Regions from separate parts of the Drosophila melanogaster genome. Here region 2 is linked to region 1. A link is a contact called in public Hi-C data. All regions are on one chromosome and are shown on one strand. The core of a region is the stretch at or near the end of the contact, and the rest is flanking DNA. Distances in the headings are between cores, read along the strand shown. Region 1 holds the start of Hrs (Hepatocyte growth factor regulated tyrosine kinase substrate). Region 2 holds the start of daw (dawdle).

Region 1 (6,994 bases), core at 1,193-3,692:
GGCACCGCCGATGGTGGCATGTAGGGGAAAGGTGGAGCCGACTGGCCCATCAAATACTGCGCCTTCTGCTGCTCCTGGCGCAGCTGCATCTCGCGCTCCTGCTCCTGGATGCGCTGCAATGCTAGCTGTCGTTGATACTGCAGATACTCCTGCTTCTTCTTGCGCATTATGTCCAGTTTCTGGGCCATCTGCATCTGTCGCTGACGTTCCTGCTCCTCGGCGATCCTGCGCAGCTTCTCCACATGCTCCTGACGCAGCTGATCCAGCGCAGCACGCGAGTCCTTGATCTGGGTTAGCTTGTCCTGCAGCTGCTCGTACCACATGCGCTTGTCGTCCATCTCCTTGATGTACGACAACTGCTGCGAGTGCAACGAGGTCAGGGTCATGAAGAGGGTCTGCACAGAGGAGTCGTTGGAGATGCTGCGACCGCGGCTCGAGTTCGACTTCATGCGGTTAACAAAGATCTCCACCTGCGTGCGCATATTGGCGGCAAACTCATCGATCTGCACTTCATCCGCACTCTTGACCTGCAGGGGCATGATCTGCTGGGGCTGCGGCGTTGGTGGCATGGGGCTCGGTGCCGAGGGACTTGCCATGGATGACGATTCGCTGATCTTGCGCTGCTCCCAGTAGCTGCGGTTCAAGTACTTGGCCAGCTCCGGATTGGTAGCCTCCTCCGGCTGCTGGTGATACTCCTTGGGTTCTGGCGGTGCCTCCGGACTGGGAGACCTTTGCTGCATGCGATAGGCAGCGGGTGGCAGGGATTGCAGCTTGGGCTTCTGCTGCTCCGCTTCCGATTGACTGAGGGCCAGCGCCAGCTGCAGTTCCTCCTCCTCCTTGAGTTCCTGCTCGGTCTTGCGAGCTGGTGTCTAGAAGGAATATGGTTTTGCCATTAATCGGCTGTTCTGTTTCGATTAGATTAGCTGTTTTCCCAGAGTGACTCACCTGCACCTGCTGCGCCAAAGTGCTGTTCAGATACTCCGCCGGTAGCTCGCTGTCCGCCGGACGTGGTCCGGACTTAGCGCCTCCACTGCCGCTCGTCGGACGCTGGAGGGCAGCGAAGCAGCCGTCGCACACACGCACCTCCTTTTCGATGCCGTACTTGGGCAGCGGACACTGCTTGGCCGTGCATTGGCCACAGAAGACCTGGCCGCAGTTCCGGCAGTGGTGCTTCCGGTTGGTGAAGGTGAACTCCACGCGACAGCGATGGCATACCCTGCCATCTGCCCAGTTGGGCGCCGTGTCCGCCGTGAACATGGCATCTGCCTCCCGAAGTTCGGGGAAAGTGTGCCCCTTCGCCTTCAGGATGGTCATGGTGTCCTGCAGAGAATGGGATTGTTAGTAAAGTTAGCTGTAGTTATGTGGCGTGAGTCTACAAGGGATTCCTCCTCAATGCTAAGTTCCTCCTCCGAGCTCATTTCTATTCAACTGATGACATTTCACTGGGTTTTGCTACGCAGCAAACAGTTGTTTCCTACTAATTAAATTAATGGCAAAGCGCAGGGCCGGATTTTGAACTAAGTGTGCGCTGGGCTGATGCAAAGTGTTATATTCAATGCAAAAGTATAGAGAAACCCACAATCTTTTTCAAAGTGCATCAATCGCATGGTAAAGATCCCTTTAGATGGAGCTGCCAATCCTACCTTGATGGCCTGGTACTTGTCCGAGGAGCGGAAGGCGTACGCCCAGGTCTGCACCAGCTCCAGCATCTTCTGGCGCACGTTCTCGTGGGGCGTCGACTCGAGGAAACTGCTGAACATCTCGCAGTTCTCCTTGGTGAACACCTCCTCGTGAACGGGTGCGCCGCAGTTCTTGACGATGCTCTCGAGGACCAGGAGGGAATAGCAGGAGGAGTGCGGGTTGGGCGAGTTCATCTTCTTCTTGATGGCGGCAAAGGCATTCTTGGGACTGGTTTTTTGATTAAAATAATAAATCTGGAATCGCCGAAACTTACGTGACATCTTTCTGGTTGATTTCATCGCAAATCAGAAGAATTGATGGCCAGTCGGGCTCCAGACGCAAGTGACTGGTGGCATTTTCTGCGAGTGGAAAGTGCGTAATTGTTAGACCTTTGTGTGTTTATCAAAATCTTCAATTGTTTTGGAGTTCAATCGCCTTTTTATTGTTACTTCTGAATTCTTCTTCCTTGTTTTTTTTGTTTTTCGATGAGTCATTTTTTCTTATTGGTTTATTTCCTTGACTTTGGTGCTTCTTACCTAAGTTTTTGTCGAAACTTGATCGAAACATGTTTTCTGTTTTCTTTTATGCTGCTTCTCGTCGTTGGTTTTCTATTGTTATTCGTTTAAAATAAGGAAAGCTTATTATTATTGTTTTGCAAGCAAAGAAATTTTCTGCAATGCGCTAGTGCTGCCACATCAATGAAATTAACATACCCTTACAGTGCTGCCAGATGACGAAAAGCAAGGGCAACGCAAATAAGAGCAGCACTACATGACTGACGTAACGATTGACGTAAAGTTTGGAATTTTCGTAACGGATTTTTAAAAATTTGAAATGACTTTTATATTAACATATTAACATTAAGCCCCAGATTGGAATCGCATTTTGTGCCATAAAAATAAATGCGCTACTCATTTGCTTAAGCTTCTTGTTTATTTTGTTTGTTCATACAGGTCTCGCTTACAATTAGGTTAACTAGACAAATAACTACACGTACATACATATATAAAGGTTAGTTATCCATACATAAACAGTATAAAAACTATGATTCGCTATGCTTAGAGGTTGCCGCAACAGTTGGCACTCGCATATTGCAATGGTCCGTTGCATTTGTTAAAGTATCACACGCCGGTATATAAAAGATTGGGTTTACTTGCAACTAAGCGATATACATACATACATAAGTAACATAAAATCACATTCGATTCAAATTAAGCCGAATACTAAAAGCCCCCCCCCCCCCCCCATCAGTTCGTCTTGATCTTGTGCTTCAGCGTAAAGTAGGACAGAACCTTGAATATCGCTATTTGGATGAGGATCATGAGAATGTTGTGACCAAAGTCGCCGTCCTCCATACCAAATTGTCGCAGCACAGTCACAGCGTTCCTAATCGAAAACGATAATAAATGAGTACTTTGAATATTTGCAGCTTGCTTATGCTTTCACTCACTTGAAGTGGCAATAGAACTCCGTGGGCGGGCAGATCAACTGGCCACGCTGATTGCCGTACAGCGAGATCACCATGTTTTCGAGGGCGTAGCGAAGTGGCGATATATAGGCCATGAATCGCATGGCAGCCGGAATGTGATTCAGCAGGATGAGGAAGCCGGAGAACATTAGCATACATGACGTCGAAACGGCGCCAACGAAAGTTCCATTCTGCAAATTAAGTTTTTGTGGTGACAAAGGATTCTAGCATTTGGTTAAAGAGCTCTGCACTTACCACTGGATTCAGCACGGTGCCCAGAAAGACGCCCAGACCATCCGCACAGATCGTGACCACCACCGCACTTAGTAGGTACTTAACAAATCGATCCATTTCCACGGGCTGATCGGTCATCAGATATCCTATCGTTATATACACCGTCGAGAAGATGATCTGAAAAAATATAATATATGTGAGAAAATATAAGTATGTACGTGTGGATAGGTTTTTTCAGGAATCCACAGGATTGCAGACTCACATGGACTGGTGTGGATGTGATGATGGTGGCAAGGTAATAGGTTCGCAATTTGTACCAGTTGTTGAAGGTCTCCTTTCTGATGATCTCTATTTCGGCGGGATCTGTAACACGCATCATATTATATTGTAGAAAGAGGCACATAGTATGCACTCCCCCATTCCGACTTACATCTCAATATGCCCGGCATAATGGTGGTGTACCAGAGATATACGCAATGGATCATGATCATGCCGACATTGGAAATTTGCTTGGTGGCATTGCTGCCCGAATCGCCGAAGAACAAGCCAATCAAAATGGAACAGAGCACATGAATGCCCAGCTTCAGGTAGGTAAGAGTCTGGAAGTGGTATTGAAAATATTCAAGTAAGGCTTAAATTGTGGTAAGATCCAACCCAACTCACCCAATCCCTGAAGAACTGAAGATGACACCGGCCGATGAGCAGCCACAGTCGCATGTATTCCGTGGGCGGATAGGTGTGCTTGGTCAGATCCTTCGACGACTCCATGTTCTGGATCTCGATCTTCTGCACCTGCACCTGGACCTGCCCCGGTGACTGAGATTCATTGAACTTGGCCACCTGCGTCTCGCTGGGCGCATCGGCATCCTCGCCCTGCATCAACTGCTGATCGTATCTCCAGCGTATGTCCTTGGCCGCTTCCGCCAGAGCCTCCGTCTGATCGCCGTAGTCCCCGTTCGCGCATTCCAGCACTGAAATGATTAACACCTTTAATGACACTCGCCTTTTTGCCGCTCACCAACTTTGGTATTGAACGGGTTCAATTAGGATCACATGAATGAATGTGCCGCAGTAAATGCCAATTAATGGGATCCCAAGTGAGCAATCGAAAGGGAAGGGCATGCAGTTGGGCAGCAGCTACTCACGGAAGTCGGCGGGATTGTGGTAGGGCGGGCACTCCAGGCCCACGCTGCTGAGAAACATGACCGTGTTCTGGGGCGTGCCCTGGTAGGTGCATCGACCCGCGCTTAGCACGTAGACCAGGTTAAAGAGATTGTAGATGTTCGTCGACGGCTGGTGGATGGTGCACACGATGGTACGTCCCTCGTTGGCCAGGCCGCGCAGCAGCTGGATGGTGTCGAAGGAGGAGGAGCTGTCCAATCCGCTGTGGGTGATTCAAGGTCGGAATGTGTCAATTTTGGAATCTGATCGAAGCACAACTGGTTTCGAGGACCACATTGGAACTCGCTCTCACTCACGTTGTGGGCTCGTCTAAAAATAGCACAGCTGGATTGTCTATCAGTTCCAGGGCGATGGATAGGCGCTTCTTCTGGCCGCCACTCAGGTTGGAGCACTTCGTCTGCCGCGTCTTCGTCAGCTTCAGCGAGTTCAGCAGATAGTCGATCTGTAAATCACAAGTCAATTAGTGTGGTGGACTGTGCACTCAAAAAAAAAAAGGGAATTTATGGAATTTTGTTAAAGTTAATGGCACTCATTTTTCCTACCAGAGTTCGCTTTTCCTTCAGACTGACGCACTGATTGGAGATTTTAAGTGTGGCCGCCATCAGCATGGTCTCCTCGACGGTGAAGTAGGGAAAGAAGTGATCGTCCTGCATAATGTAGCCGCACAGTTTGCGCGCCTTCCCGATCTCGATCTTCCCGCTGACGCCGGATTTGGTCAGACCGGTGAGGATGTTCATAAGACTAGATTTGCCCGCCCCCGAGGGGCCCATTATGGCGGTCAGTTCGCCCGACTTGAACGTACCCTTGATGCCCTTCAGCACGGACTTCTTCTCTGTGAATAAAAAATCGAATGGATGGCAAATATAGGTGATTAGCTAACTGTTGAAATATAAAGTGAGTCACAGGTTCAGTTACATTTCAATTGTGGCAGATATGAATATAATTAGCTACTATATTTTAGTTGATTGCTGGTTGGGGTTTGTGTTAAAACCATTATGCTATTAGGTTTATGTAACTTTCAGTTAACCAGCTAGCAATAAGGTTAACAGGTAAAGCTGAGGTAAAAAACGCTCATTAAAAGTGCATACATCATAAAGCAGAAGCGTATGCTTCGTATGATTTTGGATGGGTCAATCTAAATGAAACGGTGGCCTGTTCCACTTGGGACTCGTGCGCAATCTTTGAATGTGCCCCATTTGCGGCAATCGTCTGCTCTATTGACACTAGATTATCAAGGAGTAACACCTGTGCTCCGGGATCTTTTCTTCCGGCACACTTTCGGTGCTAATAGAGATAGTCAATTCGCACTTGGAGCTAATGGAGTGCACTGCGAGAAATGAAATGATCCAAATAAAAGAAGCTCTAATGTGAATTACTCGTCTCACTTCCGATTTGAGAACATACTTTTTTTTTTTTTTTTTTTTTGCACTTACCTGGCTTTTTGGGTACGTTGACCTGGTAGACGAGATCTTCGAAGTGAATGTCGATGCCGTAGACATTCTTCAACAACTTGCTGCTATCCATTTTGTGTGTACTCTTGGTGTTCCACCGTGCTGTTTACAAAACGTTTAAACGTTTGAACGCTGATTTATTTCGGAAGCTTATCGGAATATATTTATTGGCTCTGCTCGCACATTATTTACACATATCAAATTTGGCGAAAAGCACTCTGGAATCGTTCTCGAAGTGGCTGTGCGCAGGAAAACAACAGTATTATAATGGATTACCAGCCATCTGGGTTGGTCCACGTTTCCAGTTGCAATTTGTGTGGTTGCGGGAATCGGAAATTATATCACTTTTGCCATTAAAACTAAAGGCACTCAACGCGCCAATTGGAGCGCGTCTTGAAAACGAGTGACCTCAAGGCTCGTGGATTTTCGTAACGAAAACTGGTGAACCGTTTCTTATGTTTTCTTAAGTTTCCTACACCCCTGAACTTAGTATGTGGGCTGTGAATTTTCCTTGGGGAAAATCTAGCATTGGGAAAATCGAGTTAAAAAACGAACGAGCGATCTGCGCATGCGCCCCCGTTGGCAGACAGCTGATAACTGCGGAAGAACTCGCCGCCAACTGAAAAGGTGGAGAGCTCTGCCGCTGCCGCTGCTCAGTCGCTGCCTCTGCCGGCGTCAGCAAGAGCAAAGCACTAAAACAAAAACAATATATAAAAATTATAATCAGGCAGCAAAGCTAAGCACACTCGCATATCAAATCGAAAATTAAAAAAAAAAAAACGCGCACACACACACACACAGCTCGCAATGCAAAACGCGCTGGAAGTCAACAATCGCAAAGAAGCCGGCAGAATGGCATTAAATTTCAAGTTTATATTTTAGTAAGTCATGTTTTTGTCTTTTGGGCCGTTGAGAACAACGCGCATGGTGCCAATTCCAAGCCATTCAGCCATTCACTCACCACCAGCGTGGAAAGCAA
Region 2 (6,994 bases), core at 1,716-4,215, 65 kb before region 1:
AGCCGAACCGAACCGAACCGAACCGAAACAATCCGAACCACTCGAATCGCATCGTATCTGACGGATCGTTTCGTATCGGTTGCGGACTCGGATCCAAGCCGAGCGGTTCGGGTCTCGATTTATGACTATAGACCATGGTTATGGCTACATGGCGCTCTCTCTTTAGCCGAAGACAATTGGATATGCAAGTGGGGTGCAGCATTGCATCAGCTTCTTGAAAACGCCAAGCCACCGAATTGCATAAAATTCTTAATTGCAATTTTATTTTTAACCTCCCGCCACCCTGACAATGCCACGCCCCCAGTTGGCGGCGTCACTATCTGTTGGCATTTTTGGCACTCGCTTGGCCACAATGGGGCATTTTGATATCAAGTGAATTTATGATCGCTTCAAACCGAATCGAATCGAATCGAATCGAGTCGAGTGGCCCATTCATGCTAATTACCCCGCAGCGTTATCAAGCTTGACTTTGATGATCCGACTCGATTGTGTGTCAATCAATTAATAGTGAACACGTTGCTGATAAGGGGCGGTTTCCCACTTTTGGTCCACAAATCGGGAGCATGGAATATGTAGTGCGGCATTTAACCAATTAAGTACGCTTAGCATGCGATTCTGGGCAATCCTAATCGGATTCGGTTAATAGATGCGCATTTCAAATACATAGTGTGTCTGTTTTCCAATTTAAATGCGAATGGGAAATTCATGAGTATTTCGGTTGGGAATTTCATCAGCCAGAATTTCTGGTCTCGGCTAAATGTGAAGCAGTCGAGTAAGGTCAAGAAAAGTATTTTGAAGGCCGGCAGATCACGAGTTATATTATACCGCCTATTCGATTTAGCCTTAAATGCTGAACACGTGCCCGATTCGCTTGTCACGAACTGTGATTTTTCTGAACCCAATTAGATCATCGAGACGAATAGAAATGATCTATACTATACGGAGGAGAAGGTCCGTTTAATTGATAGAAATTTTGTAGGCCTCAGCGAATTCTGGCAACATTGTTGGTGCGGCTTAAGCAAAAGCAAATTAATAGGGGTTCTTGTTAGGAAATAATACAATAAACAACTATAAGTATTGCATACTCCCCAATTTCATATTAGATTATGACACCTTTGACTTGCACAATTAAGTTTAGTTTTACGTGTTCCCATAAGTTACATAAGGTATTACACTTTTCCAGTGGCCCTTTTCCAATTTAAATGACGTCCTGGCCTTCAGCATATGTCGCACCACTTATCAACTCATCGCATATTTTTCCACAACCTACGTAGATTGCCACGTTCCAAAATCTGCTCCATTTTGTTTTTTCCAACACAACCAACCTGACGTCGATTAAAGCGACTGGGGGCCACATAATGACGGATCAGATCGGATGGGATGGGATCTGATAGAATGGATGGGGATCGGATCAGGAAGCAGGGCTTGGATTGTAGCACACACGCGACATGTGACACGTTTTGTACGTACTCTTCGTTTTTGACGTAACTCGAGCTGTCCGCACTGCACTGGACTTAATGACTGACTTGACTGACCGACTTATCAAAGGCAGGAATCGAAGCCGAGGCGTGCGACTGCGATGTGATGGGGGCCCGCGGAAAAGGGGTGCCGCTGGGAAGGGGGACAGAAGTTGAAGAAGGTCATTTAACGCCCGGCAGTCATGGCTACGTCATCGAGCACGCCACCAGCGCGTGATCAGAAGCAAAAGCTGTAGTGAAGACTCCGCGGTTGCCATGTCGATGCAAATCGGAGCAAAAAACTGCTGTGCCTGTGAATGGGGAGTTGGGGGTCTGGCGATGCGTCGATTGGAGGTGCAAAGTACAGCCGCTTGATGGAGATGGCTTCTTGACTAAGCGACTCTGCTTGGGGGTTTTCCATGGGCCTGCCCGTATCATTTTCGCATTAATTACGGGGCAGCTGGGACTGGATGTGGGGCTGGGACTCGGACTTGGAGTGGGGCTATCGTAATTGCCGGCAATTATCACTTGCATTTCTTCTTCGCGCGCAGCAGTTGAATGCACTGCGACAAAAACACGGCTGCTTCCATCGGTTTTTGGCAATAAATCACGGCGATCACGCCGTTCTCGCCGATCAGCGGTTGGGAGCATGCCACGATCTGGACTTTGGAACCGCTCACGGAGATTGCCCCGATTGCCAGAAGCCAGAGGCCCGAAGCGTCGCAAATTAATCTGCCATAATACTTTTCTCGCCACACGCTCATCGGCGATGCTACCATAAATCAAGTGCAGGATTAAATAAGATCATCATTGGTAGCAACTAAATTTGGCCAATGACTCTCGACGTGGCCGAAATTCGCCAAGAGCTTTTGGAGGTTATGCGCCTGGGTTATAGGCTCGAAAACTATCAATCAATCAATCGGTGATAGATAGGCCTCTGATCGATAAACCATTCACTGCATGATTAGTTTTTAATTACGGCATGATATTCCAAAAGCGAAACTAGAAACTTCCCTGCGATTTGGTAATAACTGATATTGAGCATTAGACTGCTAAAAAAAATATACAATTTCTAGTATCCCATGTTGAGGCTGATTCCATAATTCACATTTTTGGCACTTTTATTTAAACTTCTTACACAATAAGCCCTTGTGTTATGTAACTCACCCAAATTAATAATCCATTGTCAAAATGCTTGAATAACTTAGCACATTGTTTGCAATCTTCTGCGAAAAGGGATGCTTATCAAATGTCCTTGAGTGATTCTACAATCGATTGTCCGTTTATTTGTTTTCGCAAATCACTTTCGCAAACTCATTATTGTTTTGAATTTCACCACTTGAACTTGATTTCCTCAAAATGACGAGCTGATATTTCGCTGAGCAAAAACAAATGTTTTGAAGAAACATAAAGTATTATTCGTTCACACCAAGTTTCATGTACGATTTGCACGATTTGAATAATTTTCGATCCGATCGTTGGGAACGTCTGCGTGTGAATAATTCGACGATGGGCGGCGCAGCGGCCACAAAAGCCTGGAGCGGTACGACTAACGGTATCTGTGGGGAGCGGTATGGGTGTGAGTATGGGCCTGGGTATGGGTATGGGTATGGGTATGGCCCACTCTTCGGGCGGCAGACAGTTGAGTTTCAGTTTGTTTGATAACAGACACGCCGCCGATCATTGGCGCACTCCGCTGCTCTGCGTTTTAAGCGATGCGCAATTCTACTTTGCTTCCAGCAAGTGCGACAGAGAGAGAGAGAGGGAGAGCAGGGAGAGCCACTGATAATGGGTGGCTTTCCCCCCTGGCCCACACAGCAGCGTTTTAGGTCCGGTTGGCTCCCATCCGATCGCCTCCTGCATCGAACACCCACGCCGCTCGAGGCTGGAGCATCGAACAAGTTCGCTGGCCGGCGCTACATGTTCGATGGCCGTTCGTGAGTTCGAGCTTGTTGGGAATGAGGATCGAGCCCCAGCATTCGTCACCCAAAAACGTGAGCTGACGTCGTGCCGGTGGGGTTTTATCGCTCGATCCAACCGGTCCAAAGTTCAGCGGCAGTCCAGTCCAGCGGATTGCCTTTGACTTTCCCTGATAGCCGACATTGCCTAATGGCGATTGGTTCTCACAGCCAAAGCGATACCATCGCTTTCTTTTGATGGCCCAATGTCTATTAATAAGCGGTACTAGCGAGAGGTATGACTAAAATTGACGTATAACCATGAATGCTAGAAGAAAGTACATATGTATCATCGAAGAATATGCAAACAATGTCGTGTAAAAGACTGAACAATTAGATGTAATATAACGAATGAACTAAGTATACTCAATTTCAGACTCCACCCTACGTATGCCTTCCTGTTTTTGTTTAGCTCTTGGCCAGCTAATCGCTTTCCTCTTGACCAATTTACGATGTGGCTTTTACGACGTTTGGGGTTTCTTGTTTTTAACTTGCTGGCTGCTTCAATTGATTACCATGTGTGATATCATAATTTTGAAGTTTTCACGCCCGTCGAGCATGGGTCTCTTGAGATTACCTCGGAGGACAATAGTATGTAAATGGCTAATATTAATTAAATGCTGGCTCTGATTGCGTATCGCTGTGTTTCACTTTCAAACCTCATGCCAATCGACTGATTAAGTCCGTTCCGAGTTTTGTTTACCTTGAGATTTCACAATAAAGCATTCACCTCAAATATAATGCGATGGAATCGCACAATATACCTTTCGTGATTTGTATACTCAGGATCGAGGCAAAATCTCACTCGAAACGTCTAATTTTTAAATGTGGCGCGCGTGCTGAAAAACACGTCACAATGCACGGCTTATCGTGGCCGGGCCTCTGGAATTTCAGTTTTTAATTAAAACAGTGTTTTGGTGTCATAATTAAGTCAACAATATATGATGCTTATACCCTTGATAGGGGTACTATGACTTTAGTTACACGTTTGAACTGCAAGCTTAAAGTTACCTTAAACATCTAAAGATTCATTCTAATATTTTCTGAACTATTCATCGCTTCATTTGATTATAAATGGCCTTATTCGTCTAGACTTTGGCCTTGCATTTGATCAGGAAAATTCTATGACTGTCTAGTGAGCATTTGATTCAAATTACAGATCAGGAAAGTAAAGTCTAAGAATGTGAACTCAAAAAATAGAGTTATTGAAACGATTTGAATCTATTTCTACTATTCCTGGTTTAATAGGTTAAGAAGAGGGCCAGCAGAACAAAGTCTTCTGATTACAGAGGATTTCTTGTTGACAACCGGAAAGTAGCCAGACAAAACACAAATATACACTGTTTTTTATATATTCATTTTGATAACCATTGATAACACCCACGACTTTCGATTTAATTATAAAAAGTAATTTCAAAAATCATTAAAACGTAGATTATTAGAGTATATATTGCATAGTAAAAAATTAATCGAGGCTGCAATATGTGTGAATATATTTTTATTATTTTAAATTGCAATTTTATTTGAAAACTGCCTGATACATCGCCAAAAAAAAACACTTTTAATTTGTCATAGTTGCTGAAAATTACACTCAAAACTCATAACTTAACCCAATAAAATATAAACAACAAGTATCTATTTTAATCACAGTGTTGAAAATGACTAAGCACCCATCGAAATTAAAGGCACTAATTAAAGCTGAAAACTAATTAGCAAACTAATTAACACTTTGAGGCCTTTCGACCGAACAGGTGTGACTCCGATTGTGGTCTGTTCATGTGAACTGAGCGTGGATCCTCAAGGAGATAATCGAACTGGAGCCAAAAATAATTCAACAGCTCGGACTACAAGAAGTGAAATTAATTAAAATTTTTAGCTGAATAAGGGGCCACTTAATCAGCTCGCTGGGGAAACTTTCCGTTCGCTCTGTAAGTGCGAACAAATTGATATTGAGCGTAGTAATTGCGGAGCCATGAACGGAATTGACAACTTGGACTTTGGAGCACTCGAGATGAGGCGCCTGCATCTACCCATCCCTCCATCCATCCCTTCATCCATCCATCCATCCAACCATCCATCCAGACAGACAGGCTAGACGAGATCGGGCGCAGATCGAAACTGAGCCGCGCAAGTGAATATCTTTTGGTGGGACCAAAGTCCACTTACGAGTCATGCGCCAGTCGTGTGTGAACCAAATTCGAATCTTATTTTATCGAATCGTCTCACTCAATTCACTCAATCATCTGGGCTGCACCCAAAGCAATTAGCCAAGGCGTCCGAGTGCCAAGGCGTCCACGCATGCACCTCGTGTCTGCCGGAATTTCGAGTTCCCAACCGCTCGAGATGATGAACGCGCCAACCCGTGACGTTGCTCCTCCGCCAGATGACGATGATGACGATGACGACGACGACGTCAAGTTGCCTTTGTTGTCACCTCTTTTTGCATTTGTTGAAAATAGCACAACGCTCTTTATCGCCGACTAGTGTGGCGAAGCGACCCGATCTAAAATTAGCATCCACGAATATAGCGTTTCATTTCCACTTATTTTCGAATTGATGTGGTCAGTTTTTATGGCCCCCGAGTGACACTCGAGCCAATCCGTACCACATGCCCAAAGTTTGCGGGACAGGTGCTAATGAATGGTATATCTAGATTGTATAAGAATTAGTGCTTACTTGGAAAACGGAAAGATTATTCGGGTGCGCTTTGTTTAGTTTACAATTAGAATGATATGATGACGCTATTGGTACATATTCATAAGTAACTAAGAAGCCTTGACAAATTTTGTGATTTAAACTGATAAAAAAACCAATTACACAGCATTAATGATAATTAATTTGTCAATGGTTTCTGTGGCAGATAAGCTCATTAGGCATTAACCAATCGACCTTTGTCGCACACGTTGGAATCCAAATATATTTGCCAAGAATTCGAACGCAATCTACGTGATTCATGTATTCATACAGCGAAGACAAAGTCTAAACCTGGTGAAATTATCAGCTATTTCATGTAGATTAGAAGAAGTGAGAACTTCAGTTGTGCCTATTGCACATCTGGATTGTGAGTATAAGCACTTGATAAGGTGCAAGTGCCGAATAAACCACATATGCAAAGCAAATAAAACCAATGGCCATTATAGGTGGCACGTGTAGCCTTGCCATAACCTCGACCACCAAAACGATTGATACCACACGGAATCAGAAACATAACATAGGAAAAAACCAAACATTCGCTGATTGCGAGTCTAATCGGGTGATGCAGGCGGAAAGAACACTATTTTTTGGGGGTGGGAAACTTCGCATTACCTCATCAAAGTTGCCCCAAACCAAACCAAAGCAATCATGCCAATTGCCCCAATTCAAATCGATTAGTCTCGATGACACAGCAACCCCAATAATGCAATTGCCCCACGGCCAAATCGGATCGAGCGCGTGCCGCCTCGCTTATCGCCATTTGGGAGCAAGTTCAAGTGACCACCGACCAAGAGCTGCTGCTCCCTGTCCACTTCCCACTGATAACTGATAGTGATAAGTGCGTAAGCGAGTGCGTGTTTACATTCCGCTCTTCGCTTCAATCAT

Evidence for each region. Hi-C and Micro-C count contacts between places; a contact is called where the count stands out from the background.
Region 2: a Hi-C map of the Kc167 cell line shows a contact between it and region 1, with 4 times the contacts expected there. A contact is called at or near these places in 12 of 107 Hi-C or Micro-C datasets (the D17-c3 cell line, the Kc167 cell line, the S2 cell line and 4 more).

What each region holds. Positions count from the first base shown.
Region 1 is chr2L:2,735,434-2,742,427 of dm6, reverse strand. Hrs (Hepatocyte growth factor regulated tyrosine kinase substrate) reads right to left here and starts at 2,442. Exons shown (of 6, transcript NM_164496.1): 1 at 2,394-2,442; 2 at 2,217-2,288; 3 at 1,955-2,039; 4 at 1,644-1,908; 5 at 946-1,320; 6 at 1-869. The coding sequence starts at 2,247. CG31689 reads right to left here. Exons shown (of 11, transcript NM_001273025.1): 3 at 5,107-5,396; 4 at 4,861-5,006; 5 at 4,528-4,766; 6 at 4,046-4,353; 7 at 3,813-3,981; 8 at 3,645-3,745; 9 at 3,404-3,559; 10 at 3,131-3,339; 11 at 2,598-3,066. The coding sequence ends at 2,928. mir-4914 (mir-4914 stem loop) reads right to left here and starts at 4,860; the gene lies at 4,767-4,860.
Region 2 is chr2L:2,801,232-2,808,225 of dm6, reverse strand. daw (dawdle) reads right to left here and starts at 2,965. Exons shown (of 5, transcript NM_001273038.1): 1 at 2,625-2,965.